2 separate regions of the Macaca mulatta genome follow, and region 2 is linked to region 1. Evidence: chromatin contacts called from public Hi-C data. All regions are on one chromosome and are shown on one strand. The core of a region is the stretch at or near the end of the contact, and the rest is flanking DNA. Distances in the headings are between cores, read along the strand shown. Region 1 holds the start of BLTP3B (bridge-like lipid transfer protein family member 3B). Region 2 holds the start of DEPDC4 (DEP domain containing 4).

The links. A called contact is a pair of places that touch in the nucleus more often than the background predicts.
Region 2: a contact with region 1 is called in a Hi-C map of cortical neurons, with 4 times the contacts expected there. The contact joins the promoter of DEPDC4 here to the promoter of BLTP3B in region 1. A contact is called at or near these places in 3 of 14 Hi-C or Micro-C datasets (CD4 T cells, cortical neurons and fetal cortex germinal zone).

Annotation. Positions count from the first base shown.
Region 1 is chr11:107,490,382-107,496,531 of T2T-MMU8v2.0, forward strand. It overlaps BLTP3B (bridge-like lipid transfer protein family member 3B), which reads right to left and starts at 3,613. Exons shown (of 22, transcript XM_015152555.3): 1 at 3,331-3,613.
Region 2 is chr11:107,612,997-107,619,146 of T2T-MMU8v2.0, forward strand. DEPDC4 (DEP domain containing 4) reads right to left here and starts at 2,623. Exons shown (of 10, transcript XM_015152558.3): 1 at 2,357-2,623. The coding sequence starts at 2,549. It also overlaps a transcript of SCYL2 not described here.

The sequences.
Region 1 (6,150 bases), core at 2,363-4,862:
ATCACACTCCTTGTCCTCATTTCAGATTCTTCAAGTAGATAAACTTTTTATTAACAACTCAAGAGACGCTTGGAATACAAAGTATTAGGCAAGAAACAAGTATATAGATGTACAGTTCTCAAATACTTCAGCATTGACTTAAAGCATTTGTTAATCTCTTAAGAACAATTCCTCTTTCATACTTTCCCAATATACCAGCTTCTCAAGTCCCTTCATACAGGCAAAGATGGTTTTAATCTTGCAACTGCACTAGATTTCAACCTCAAGGCTAAAAGTGAGTGCTCTTTCTCATGTTGGTTCATAGTCTTCCTCCTTACTGGCAGAACCCCTCCCCCCATACAATAACTAGGTCATTTCTTTACTGGAAGACCCCTCACATAAACCCCTATAAAAACTAGGTCATTTTCCAGGACTCCAAAGGCACCACATTTATTTAATGATTCAATTACTCACTGCCTTCTAAAGCCACAGGGAAACTGGTCATTACCAAATCTGTAAGAAAGTTGGCAGTAGTCTTGCCTCAGTAAAAAAAGAGCAATGTAAGAGAAAGTAAGCTCATTCATGTTATGTATCCACATTCAAGCAACAAATAGTTGTTGAGTATCCACTTTATGCCAGCCTCAAGAAAAAAATGCCTGCTCTCATAGAGTTTACATTCAAGTGGAGAAAGACAAATAAATACATAAAGAAATAAATATGTATGACAGACAAGCATGAGTGCTATGGAGAAAAATAACACAAGCAAGAGGACTGGCAGTATGGGGGCTCACAATTTTAAACTCTGGTCAGGAAAGGTCTCCTTTGAGAAGGTGCAATGGGTTGCATACACAGGCCTCATGTGATGTCTAGTATTAGAAAGTAGTATGTTTATTTCCTGGTAAACTGTATTCTACTGGATCCCAGACCACTAGGTCAATGTAGTGACATCTTCATTACTGGATACTCCACAAAATTAAACTTGAACCAGGTAATTTCAAAAGTTCATTCCTACCTGAGTAACTGCACTTTATCACAACACTTGCCTTCTTTTGTCAATTATGAGCTGCCTTTAGATTTCTGAATAACTATTTCTCTTAGGAGATGACAGCAATTAGCATTAAGATTAACTTATTAACCAAAAATAAGAATTTGATACTCTTTAGTCACCTGAGTTAAGGATGTTTTGAAATATGAAATAACTGAAAATTCAAGCGTCCCAAAAATTCATCTCTGAAAAAACAAAAAAATCCTCATCACATTACTTATCACACAGCTATTAGAAATCATAAAGATTTAGAAACTAACCCTAAGGGCCGGGCTCGGTGAGGCCCTTTTTGGGAGGCCAAGGCAGGTGAATCACCTGAGAGTGGGAGTTCGAGACCAGCCTGACCACCATGGAGAAACCCTGTCCCTACTAAAAGTAAAAAATTAGCCAGGCGTGGTGGCGCATGCCTGTAATCCCAGCTACTTGGGAAGCTAAGGCAGGAGAATTGATTGAACCCAGGAGGCGGAGACTGCAGTGAGCCAAGATTGCACCATTGCACTCCAGTCTGGGTAACAAGAACCAAACTCCATCTCAAAAAAGATGTAAATAAATAATAAAATAAAAATTAGTCCTAAGGACTCAATTTTCAATATTTGGGTGTTTTCTATCTCATGCAGTAAGCCATTACATCTTTGTTCTTAATTTTGTTATTATACTTTGGTATACATGCTATTAATTTTTAAGAGCCTCTCTCAAATGGAGTTCTATAAAAGAATTAAACTCCAATGCACTATTTGTTGATTTAATTTACTGTTCTTCTAAGCATCTAGAGTGGTACTAGCTATGCAGCATCATCCTTGGACGAGTGAGAAAATAGGCATTCAAATCATTTTCTGCAGATCTGAATTTTCTTGTGGAGCTGGGTATGAGAAAGGCTGGAGGACATAAATTAAAAATAGATAAAACCTTCCAAAATAAGATAGTTCAGAATTGGACCATATATATAATTTTAAAAGAAACTTTCCAATGAGTGGTAACATTAAGAAATATACATTCACGCAGGGCGTGGTGGCTCACACCTGTAATCCCAGCACTTTGGGAGGCCGGGAGGGCGGATCACCTGAGGTTGGGCGTTTGAGACCAGCCTGGCCAACATGGTGAAACCCCCGTCTCTACTATTAAAAAATACTATATATATATATATACACATACATACACACACACACACACACACACACACGCTGCTATACTTTGCTACTTTTTTTAAAAAGTGCTATATCTTATTCAATATTATAAGTGAGGAAAATATTTGCTGAATCACACAAGTAGTAATTCTGTTCCCAATATATAACCTGTGGTATAAGACAATCTGGGGAATCAAGAATTATGTTTACTATACGAGTCTATCATCATACCAAGTGTCTTCCCAAAATCAGTTAAAATTAACTTACAAATAGAACAGAAAGGTATCCTAACCAAGCGCTTTGAGTTCGCTGGTAACAACTTAGAACAAGATCTTACATTTAGCCTGCCTTGAGACAAACATGGAGAAGCCAAGAGCAGTAACAAACTGCCAGCTTTACTGAGTCATGTTTCTGACTAAAATCGCGTTATGAAATGGAGAGAATGACATGTCTTGGGTTTAATCACCACAGATGTTAACTCCCTGAATTTTAGAGTTGCAGAGGAAAAAGAGCAAAAACCAAAAAAAAAAAAAAAAGTTCAGTAAGAATGATGTGGGTCTTATGACTCCAGAAAGAACTCGCCAAAGCTGCGAACTCTGCTTATTTACCTAAAACAAATCCTAACTGTGCAAACAGGCACACCCTCTGATGCCTCAGAGCGGGAACGCCAAGGTGGGAGGAATTCAGAAGAACAATCACAAGGTTAACGTTTTACTGAGAACACAGCCTCCACTAAGAGTCCACATTGCGCCAGAAGCCCTCGGTTAACGGAACCGCTCTGCTCCAAGGGGAACGAGCACCGAGCTCGAGTTGCAGCCCCGCACATTAACCAGGCACCTGGGTGACACCATGCCACCCCCAGCCTCCGCGCAGTACCACACAGAGCGGACCCCGGACGCCCCCAGACGCCGCGCCGGGAGCGATCCCAGCCAGCCACGCTCCGCGCTCCTCCGCGCCCCCGCCCGGGGGCAGGACGCGTCAGGGACCGACTCGTGAGGCCAGCCCCCGGCGCCGGGGGCGACGAGATCCGGGGCCGCGACCTCTGCCCCGGCCAGAGCGGGGAAGTCCGAAGGTCGCCTCCCGCACAGCCGCCATGCGCCGCCGCCCCCGAAGCCGCAGGCTGACTCCAGTGCCGGCTGGGGCGGAGGCCGACTGGCGCCGACGTCCAAGGCGCTCACTGACCTGGAGAGGTGCTTAAGGATTTGTTTCTTGATGATCCCGGCCATGGTGCCGAGGTTGGAGTCGACGCGCTCTCGTCCTGTTGCTCACTGCCTCCTCTCTTCGTGGTCGTCTCCTTTCTGTCCCGGCTAGCCCGGCCACAGGAGAGGCGCTGATCGCTCACGACCGGGAGAGACGCGAGGCCCCGGCCAAGGCCACAGCCGCCGCCGAGAACCCGGAGCATCGCGCTCAGGCCGCCACAGCCGCCGCGGGCGCCATCTTGGCTGCAGCATCACCTAAGAGACTCGGGGGAGGGCGGGGGCGGGGCGGCTCCAGGCGGGGCCGGCACGAGGCCGGGCGGGGCCAACGCCGGCTCTGGGCGGGCTCTGGGCGGGGGCGGGAGGTTTGCGGCCCTGGCGCCAGTGTCCCTTTTAGACATCGCGACACAAGGGCCTTGACTCCCAATCCACCAACCGTCTTGGCCTTAATGCTCCCTCCTCCCTCCTTCCTCCGCTGATGTTGTTCCTGTCTCCATCGCTGATCCGTGGCTGATTTATCTACGTCCTACTTCCCTTTTTCATTTCCTCAGACTTTTTTTTTTTTTTTGCTTTTGTTTTTTTTTTTTTTTGAGAGGAGTCTCGCTCTGTCGCCCAGGCTGGAGTCCAGTGGTGCGATCTCGGCTCATTGCAACCTCCGCCTCCAGGGTTCAAGCGATTCTCCTGCTTCAGCCTCCTGAGTAGCTGGGATTACAGGTGCGCACCACCACTGCCGGCAAATTTTTGTATTTTTATTAGAGACGAGGTTTCACCATATTGGCCAGTAGGTCTCGAACTCCTGACCTCCTGATCCACCCGCCTCGCCTCCCAAAGTGATGAGATTACAGGCGTGAGCCACTGCACCCGGCCTCCTCAGAATGGTTTAAGTATCGGCCATTAACTCCTCTGCTTGCTTTGCTCTCTTGACCTACTCGCCTTTCTTCATATTCTTCCTTCGGTTTTTCTTTCTTTTTTGTTTGTTTGTTTGTTTGTTTTTTTCTTTTTCTAAGATATTCAGCCTTTCCCTTACCTGAATGTGGCAATTTAATGTTTCCCTTGGTTATTGCTATCCTAAAGGAAGTAAAGGTTGACAATGGTTCCTAATAGTCTAGGACCTAGGAATTAGAAGGCCTATAATTCAACTCCTGGCTCTGGTATTTTCTAGCTGTTATCCGGGGGAAAATAATTTCTTTACTTTTAGTTTCATTTTAGTCATCTGTGAAATAGGTTAATCAGCAGCCTTACCCACTTCACTAGGTTGTACCTAAAGATGTAAATATCATGTGAAAATTTCTGTAAGGAAGGAAGGAAATTGTTAAAATAGGGAAAACTACTACAATTCTACAGCTCTGCCCTACCCAGCCCCAAACAGAGCTAACATTTTCAGGGATTAAAATGACTACTCCTGTCATCCCAGCACTTCGGGAGGCCGAGGCAGGCAGATCACTTGAGGTCAGGAGTTCAAGACTGGCCTGACCAACATGGTGAAACGCTGTCTCTACAAAAAATACAAAAATTAGCTGGGCGTGGTGGCGGGCGCCTGTAATCCCAGCTACTCAGGATGCCGAGGCAGGAGAATTGCTTGAACCTGGGAGGCAAAGGTTGCAGTAAGCCGAGATCAAGCCACTGCACTCCAGCCTGGGCGGCAGAGCTCGACTGTCTCAAAAAAAAAAAAAAAAAAAAAATCACTCAGTGTTAAGTTTAGCCTAAAGCTACCTCCTTACATAATTGACTTTGGCCTAAAGGTTTTTCTGTACATCATAAACTTACGAAAATAAGCAGAGGTATTAACCAACCATAGCCCACACCTGTGCCAATCACTGAGTTTTTGGCCAAATGTAGCCAATTGTTCAGATTGTATTCAAATAAGGCAAACGCTGAGCTGTAACCAATCCAGTTGTTTCTGTACCTCACTTCCATTTTCTGGACCTCACTTTCCTTTTATTGTCCAGAAATCTTTTTCCAGCATGTGGCTGTGCTGGAATCTCTCTGAATCTGCTGTGATTATGGGGGCTGCCGGACTCACGAATCGTTCATTGTTAAATTAAACTCCTTTAATTTGGCTGAAGTTTTTCTTTTAACATTAGTGACATCTACAACAGGAAAAGAAATTGTACCACCCCTGAGGGATGTATTAGCAAGATGTGTGGTTGTACATCTTGGGGATTAGGTGGGAGGTAGTTTACATGTAGTCCAATAAGCTGGCCCTTTTTGAAGACTGGAAAGATGTGTAGATTGACTACACTCAACATTTTATTTTATTTTTGAGGCAGAGTCTCACTCTGTTACTCAGGCTGGAGTGCAGCATCATGATCTCGGCTCACTGCAACCTCTGCCTCCCAGGTTCAAACAATGCTCCTGCCTCAGCCTCCCGATTAGCTGGGATTATCAGACTAATTTTTGTATTTTTAGTAGAGACGGGGTTTCACCATGTTGGCCAGGGTAGTCTCGAACTCCTGACCTCATGTGATCGGCCCACCTCAGCCTCCCAAAGTGTTGGGATTACAGGCGTCAGCCACCACACCCGGCCAACTACACTCAACATTTATCATAGATTATAAACCAGGCACTGTTCAAGTATCCTGGGGTTGCCTTAATAAAAACAAAAAAACTCTGTTCCTGCCATCAGAGTTAACGACCTGGCTTGGAAGGCAGATTCATGTTACTTAGACTTTCATTTCTGTTAGTAGACTCTGGTTCAAATGCTGGCCACTTTGTGACTGTGTAAACTTCATCTAATTAATGTTTCTCAGTTTCAGTGATCTCATGTATTAAGAGATAATATTATCAGTACCTACTGTTTAACAAA
Region 2 (6,150 bases), core at 1,373-3,872, 120 kb after region 1:
AAAAAAAAAAAGTTTGCTGAAAAACGAAACAGAGGGTCACATACCCACTTGAGTCGAATACTTGAATATAACCCAATTATCTAAATTATGAAATGAAACTACCAAACATTGCAGAGATACTGGGCTCTAGAAAGTGCTTCCACTGTTGCTCCCAATTAAGGGGTTTAGATAAAGATGTGCCTTATCTTACATGAACATATTGGGCAATGAAAAAAAAAAACAGTCCTTATCACATGCTGAACTTACTCTCCAAATAAAAGAAATCTCACTTCTCTGGGCAAAAAGAAAAAAAAATTGCTGAGAAATAATGAAAACCTAAAAACAATAAAAATGTCCATTACTGGCCAGGTTCAGTGGTGGCTCATGCCTGTAATCCCAGCACTTTGGGAGGCTGAAGCAGGAGGATCGCATGAGCTCAGGATTTCAAGACCAGCTTGGGCAACACAGGGAGACGCTATAAAAAATACAAAAAATTAGTGGGGCATGGTGGCATGCTCCTATAGTCCCAGCTGCTCAGGAGGCTGAGGTGGGAGGATCACTTGAGCCGGGGAGGTCAAGGCTGCAGTGAGCTATGACCTCCACACTGCACTCCAGTCTGGGCAACAGAGTGAGACCTTGTCTCAATTAGAAACAAAAACGGTTGGCCAGGCTCGGTAGCTCACGCCTGTAATTCCAACACTTTGGGAGGCTGAGACAGGTGGAGGTCAGGAGTTCAAGACCACGCTGGCCATCATGGTGAAATCCTATCTCTACTAAAAATACAACACAAAAAAATTTAGCTGGGCATGGTGTCGTGCACCTGTAATCCCAGCTACTTGGGAAGCTGAGGCAGGAGAATTGCTTGAACCCAGGAGGTGGAGGTTGCAGTGAGCCGAGATCACATCATTGCACTTCAGCCTGGGCAATGGAAAAAAAAAAAAACAACAACAGTCTATTACCTGAAAAAAACAGTTAAATTATGATATACCCTTACTATAGAATAGTAGCCAGCCATTAGAAAGAATGAAGTAGAGCTATGTTTATAGTGTGCAAGGATCTCATTAAGAAGGGAAAAATAAAAACCCAAAACAAAATTTTTTTTAAAATGAACTGAGCAGAACAACTTGTATATTATTATCCTACTTAGGTAAAAATGAATTCCCAACCTACATAAAAATGTATGTAAATAAATAGAAAGAACTGGAAGAATAAACTTCAAACGAGTAACCTTGGGGAAGAAGGATTGTAATGGTGGCTGATGAAAGAGGATGTTCATTTTTTAATATATGTTTTTCATTTGAGCCCAGTCAAGTTAACATCATTTTTTATTCTATGTTTCCGACTTGTTATAATGGGCACATATAAATTCATATTTTAATTAACTGGAGACAGTAAAAACTACTGAGATATAGTTCACATGCCATAAAAATTCACCCTTTTAAAGTGTACAATTCAGTGTTTTCTAGTACATTCACAAAGTTGTACAGCCATCACTATTGTCTAATTTCAGACCATTGCATCATTCCACAAAGAAACCTATAGTTCGTAGTCATTCTTCATTCTTCCCCACCCCAGTAAAATTTTAATTAAAACATTTAAAGAATGATAAGGGAATAACTTAGAACATCTAGAATGTTTTTCTAGATTTGCAGGGGGAAGTGGGTAGAATCCAAGAATTTAAGCTCTCTTCTCCGACTACGTATAACCGCAAAAGGTATGCCCAACTACACGTATGTTTACGATAAAATGACAAATAAAAATCCACCACCCTCAAATTCCTTCTGTAACAGAAGTCACCCGTCTAATCACTCCAGAAATCTTATCCCCAGACATTGTGGGCAGAGCGTAGACTGAGGAGGGGAGGCCAGAAAGTGATGGGCGGAGTTGGGCAGGAGGGTACTCGAAGGAGTTGGCGGAAGACAGAGCGGTGGAGCCTAGCTGTTTTCCATGGACAATCTACCTCTCTAACCTTCATTAAACAAGTAGGCTAGATTAAAGAAATCACTCCTCTAGCTCAAGGAACTTGCCCTCTAGTACTTTAACCCCTTGTTGCTCTAAGTGTAGCCTAGGGACCAGCAGCATTGGTGCCATCTGGACATGTATTAGAAACGCAGATTATCAGACCCTACTCCTCAATCAGAATCTGCATTTTCACAAGATCCTAGGGATTCGTATGTATATTAAAGTTTGGGAAAAAATGCTTTCCTGCATGCTCCAAGGGCACTTCACCAGAGTAACCCCTAAAAAGCCTCAGTCCTGGGTCCCCCAGTCCAGTGCCTGGGAGACCACGAAGGGGGCGGGCTAGGAAATGGGCGGGGCCCTGGCCCGATGAGGAGCAGAGTCCCAGCCGCCCGCTCCCCTCAGCTCCCCACTCCACCTTCACTACACCTTTGGCTAGGATATACAGGGCCGCATGTCCTCCTTTTCCGGCAGAAGCCACCTCTACGGTTCATGGAACTTGGCCCGTTCAGCCCTGGGCCCGGAAGCTCGTTCTGACTGCCAAGTCTACGGAACCGCGGAGTCAAAAGAACCGCCACAAGCTCGCGTGCTGGTTCCTCCTCTGGCACCATAGCCCCGCCCCCAACTGACACCAGGGGGCGGAGAGAAGTCCTGGCCCCGCCTCTTCCGAACCAGCAGGAAGTGACGTCATGCCCCCGGCCAGCAGGTCTTTTAGTCTTTTTCCCCCTCCCTTACTCTTCGTCCCCAGTCCCTCCCCTCCTCACCCCCTTCCCTCCTCCAGCTCCGACGTTTGCGACCGCGGGGGCGGCGGAGGATATGGAGTAAAGCCGGAGTCAGCGGCCAGGCACCAAGGCAAAGCAGGAATAGCCAGGCGGCGTTTGTTAGGGGGGCGGGGGGAAAGAGCCCCAGCACCGCCCCTCCTGGAAGGAGAAGGAAGAGGTAAGTGACCGGCCGCCGGCACCGAGCAACCTCCCTCACTGGCCGCGCTCTCGCCTGGGCTCCCGGGGCCGGCGAGGAGGGAATGGAGGACTCGCGCCCGGGGTAGGCCTCCCAGGGCCGCCTGGGCTGGTGAATGTTGCCTGGTGACGGGCCTGCCGGCGGCCGGCCGGGCGATCGGCGGTCGGCGCCCGCTCATAGCAGGGCTGGGCGACCAGCGAGCTCCGGGGAGCTGATCCGAGAGGGCCGAGTCCTCGGAAGAGGCCTTGAGGCGACGGGAGACCGGGGATCGGAGTCAGCTGCCGGAGGGAGAGCCCCCCATGCCGGCTGGGGAGCTCGGGTTTCGGTGGTGGAGAACGTGGTACCTTTCGGGGACATTGGACACTACTCTAGGACCGAGTGAGAGAGCTCCCCTCAGTTCTGAGATCTGGAATTCGGTAGCTTGGGTCACCAGCCGGGGCCCTGCCGCCCGCAGTCCTTCTCTGACAGTAGCTTTAGTTCTGGAATGGAAGGTTATTGTGTGTGAGGTGGGTGGGGCAGGTGTTTTGTTAAGACAAAAAACCCCACCGGTTACTCCTGCAGTCTTGTTTTTCTAAGCGGAAGAGAACCGATGGAGGAAGGTTTAGACCGATAAAGCTTGCAAAAACTTCTTGGACTCTGACTGAGCACATACCTGTGATCCGTAATTAAGGAGACCATATTATCAAATCCACCTTCTAAAGCACTCGAGGAGGCTCCAGACAAGCCGCTTAAAAGCGCTATATGCCTGTAGTGACTTCATTGGAAGGTGTCAACTGTTTTTTAGTACGTGAAACTCAGGAATTACTTGTGATGACACTTTTTAAAAACATTGGATTCTATGAGTGAGTTTTCTAAGTAGCATGTCTCCGTTCTGAAAAATAAATAGTTTGGCAAAAATGCTCCAAATCAGCCTGTCACTGTAAAACCCCGTCATGTTCTGGTGATGGCTTGAAAGTCAGATGCTTGAAGATTCCTTTTGGACTTTGCAGGTTTGTTGTTGTTGTTTGGTTTGCTGTCTTATTCTTTAGCACAAATATTTTTAAAATATTTAAAAATGAAATCAGCTGAGTATATAAATTACTTCTTGAGGCAACATTAAACTGTAATCTTAAAGAATGCTTTTGGGGGATTGTGTAAAGGAAGGGAACCTAATGGAAGGTGAGGGCCTTCATTCTTTTTAGGTTTACATTACTCACATGCAGAAACCTATTTGGTCTCTAAGATTCATAAATACCCAATAAAATATATACAGGCACATTGTACTTGTGTAGTATGGAATACTTCCTGTACAGATCAACCCTGTTACTGGGAATAACTACTCATACTCACATGTTTGAAATTCATGATATACCTCCCTTCCCTCACCCCAGGAAGAAAAATAGCTCCTCTTACTGTGTTTAACTCCGTGGGTAGCATCACTATCCATTCTTTTCTATAGAAGTTGAAGTTTGACAGTTCCTCTCTCATGCCTCATACTCAGTCTCTCATGAAGTCCTGTTGATTTTGCCTCTTGAATATCTCTTGACTCTTGTCTACTCTTAGTCTGTAACAGTAGTCCTCCTGTTCCAAGCCACTGCCATCTCTCATCTTGACCACTTCCCTAGCTTCCTGATTATGGTCTGCTTGCATCTACTGTTGTCTCCTGTAGTTTTCCACACCAGACTTAGTGACTTTTTCAAAATGTAGACCTAATAACATTGTCTTTGTGTTTAAAATCTTTCAGTGGCTTCTCACTATTTTTAAGTAAATCGAACACATTAACATGCCTTACAAGCCCTGCATAGTTGGTCCCCTTTCCAATCTCATCTCCACTGTGCTTTCTGACATTCCCTTTCTCCCCTAGTCACTCTGTCTTTTCTGTTCTCCTGCTTCAAGTGTGTGGCTTTGGTTATGCTACTTCCTCTGCTTGGAAATGCCCTTCCTTTCTTTTTTTAGCCAATTATGCCTATTCATCATTCAGCTCACTTCAGGGAAGACTTTCCTGATTAGAATAGATTCTCCTGATTATATGTTCTTACCACACCATTGAAGAGTTGCCATGTTTGTTAATACTTAATAAATTAATTAGACCTTCCTCATCTCCTGATGTGTAAGTGCTGAATGTTTGTTAAATGAATTCATTTTATGCTTACTGAATGTGCCAGTAATTGTACTTAACATTTACCTCATCATCACCGTTAATCCTTATAACAATCACTTGAGGTATAGCTAGCTTTTCCCCTTTTTATAGATTAGAAATAGTGTTAGGGTGGGTAGTTAGTTAGTCATGGCTGTAGTAAATATTAGAATTGGCATTTGAACTCAGATTTCCTTACCACTGAAGAGTGTGTACTTAACCATTTAACTTAATTTTAGCACTTTGCTGTTCATCAGAATCACTTGGGGAGCTTTCTCAGGATACAGATACACTTCATCTTTATAGGTTCCGATTCCAAAGGTTTGAGATACTACATAGGCATCTATATGGTTTAAGAAGTCATCCAGGTTATTTAGATGTTCATCAGAATTTGAAAACCACTATCTTAGACAGTACTTGTGTTTTATGAGTTTATTTTCATACATTGTATTTGAGATTTTATACTTTTTTTTTTTTTTTTGAGACAGAGTCTCGCTCTGTCGCCCAGGCTGGAGTGCAGTGGCATGATCTCGGCTCACTGCAACCTCTCTGCCTCCTGGGTTCACGGCATTCTCCTGCCTCAGCCTCCCGAGTAGCTGGGGCTACAGGTGCCCGCCACCATGCCCAGCTAATTTTTTTGTATTTTTAGTAGAGACTGAGTTTCACTGTATTAGCCAGGATGGTCTTGATCTCCTGACCTCGTGATCCACCCGCCTCGGCCTCCCAAAGTGCTGGGATTACAGGCGTGAGCCACCGTGCCTGGCCGAGATTTTATGCTTTCTTAAATTAAGGAAGAACTGTAGACTTTAAGGAAATAATCATTTAGTCTAATTTCCTACCCAGTTATTCCTTTTCCCTCTTCTCTAGCTGGAAGGCCTGCATAGAGATAAACTGTCATCCCTCTGCTACTGCTTTAAAAAAAATTACAATAATTTCAAGAATCTGATTAACTTCTTGTTGTAAAAACTATAGTTCACTAATTACATGGACTGGAAATAGCTTCAAAAAACTTGGATGTAATTTTTCCTCAGATCTTACTTATTGTTTAAATTACTAATTTGATATTTAAGCATATGTTGCCTAAAATTTCATGTTGCTTTTTTTTTTTTTGTATTTTTTTTTTTTTTTATTTACATAGA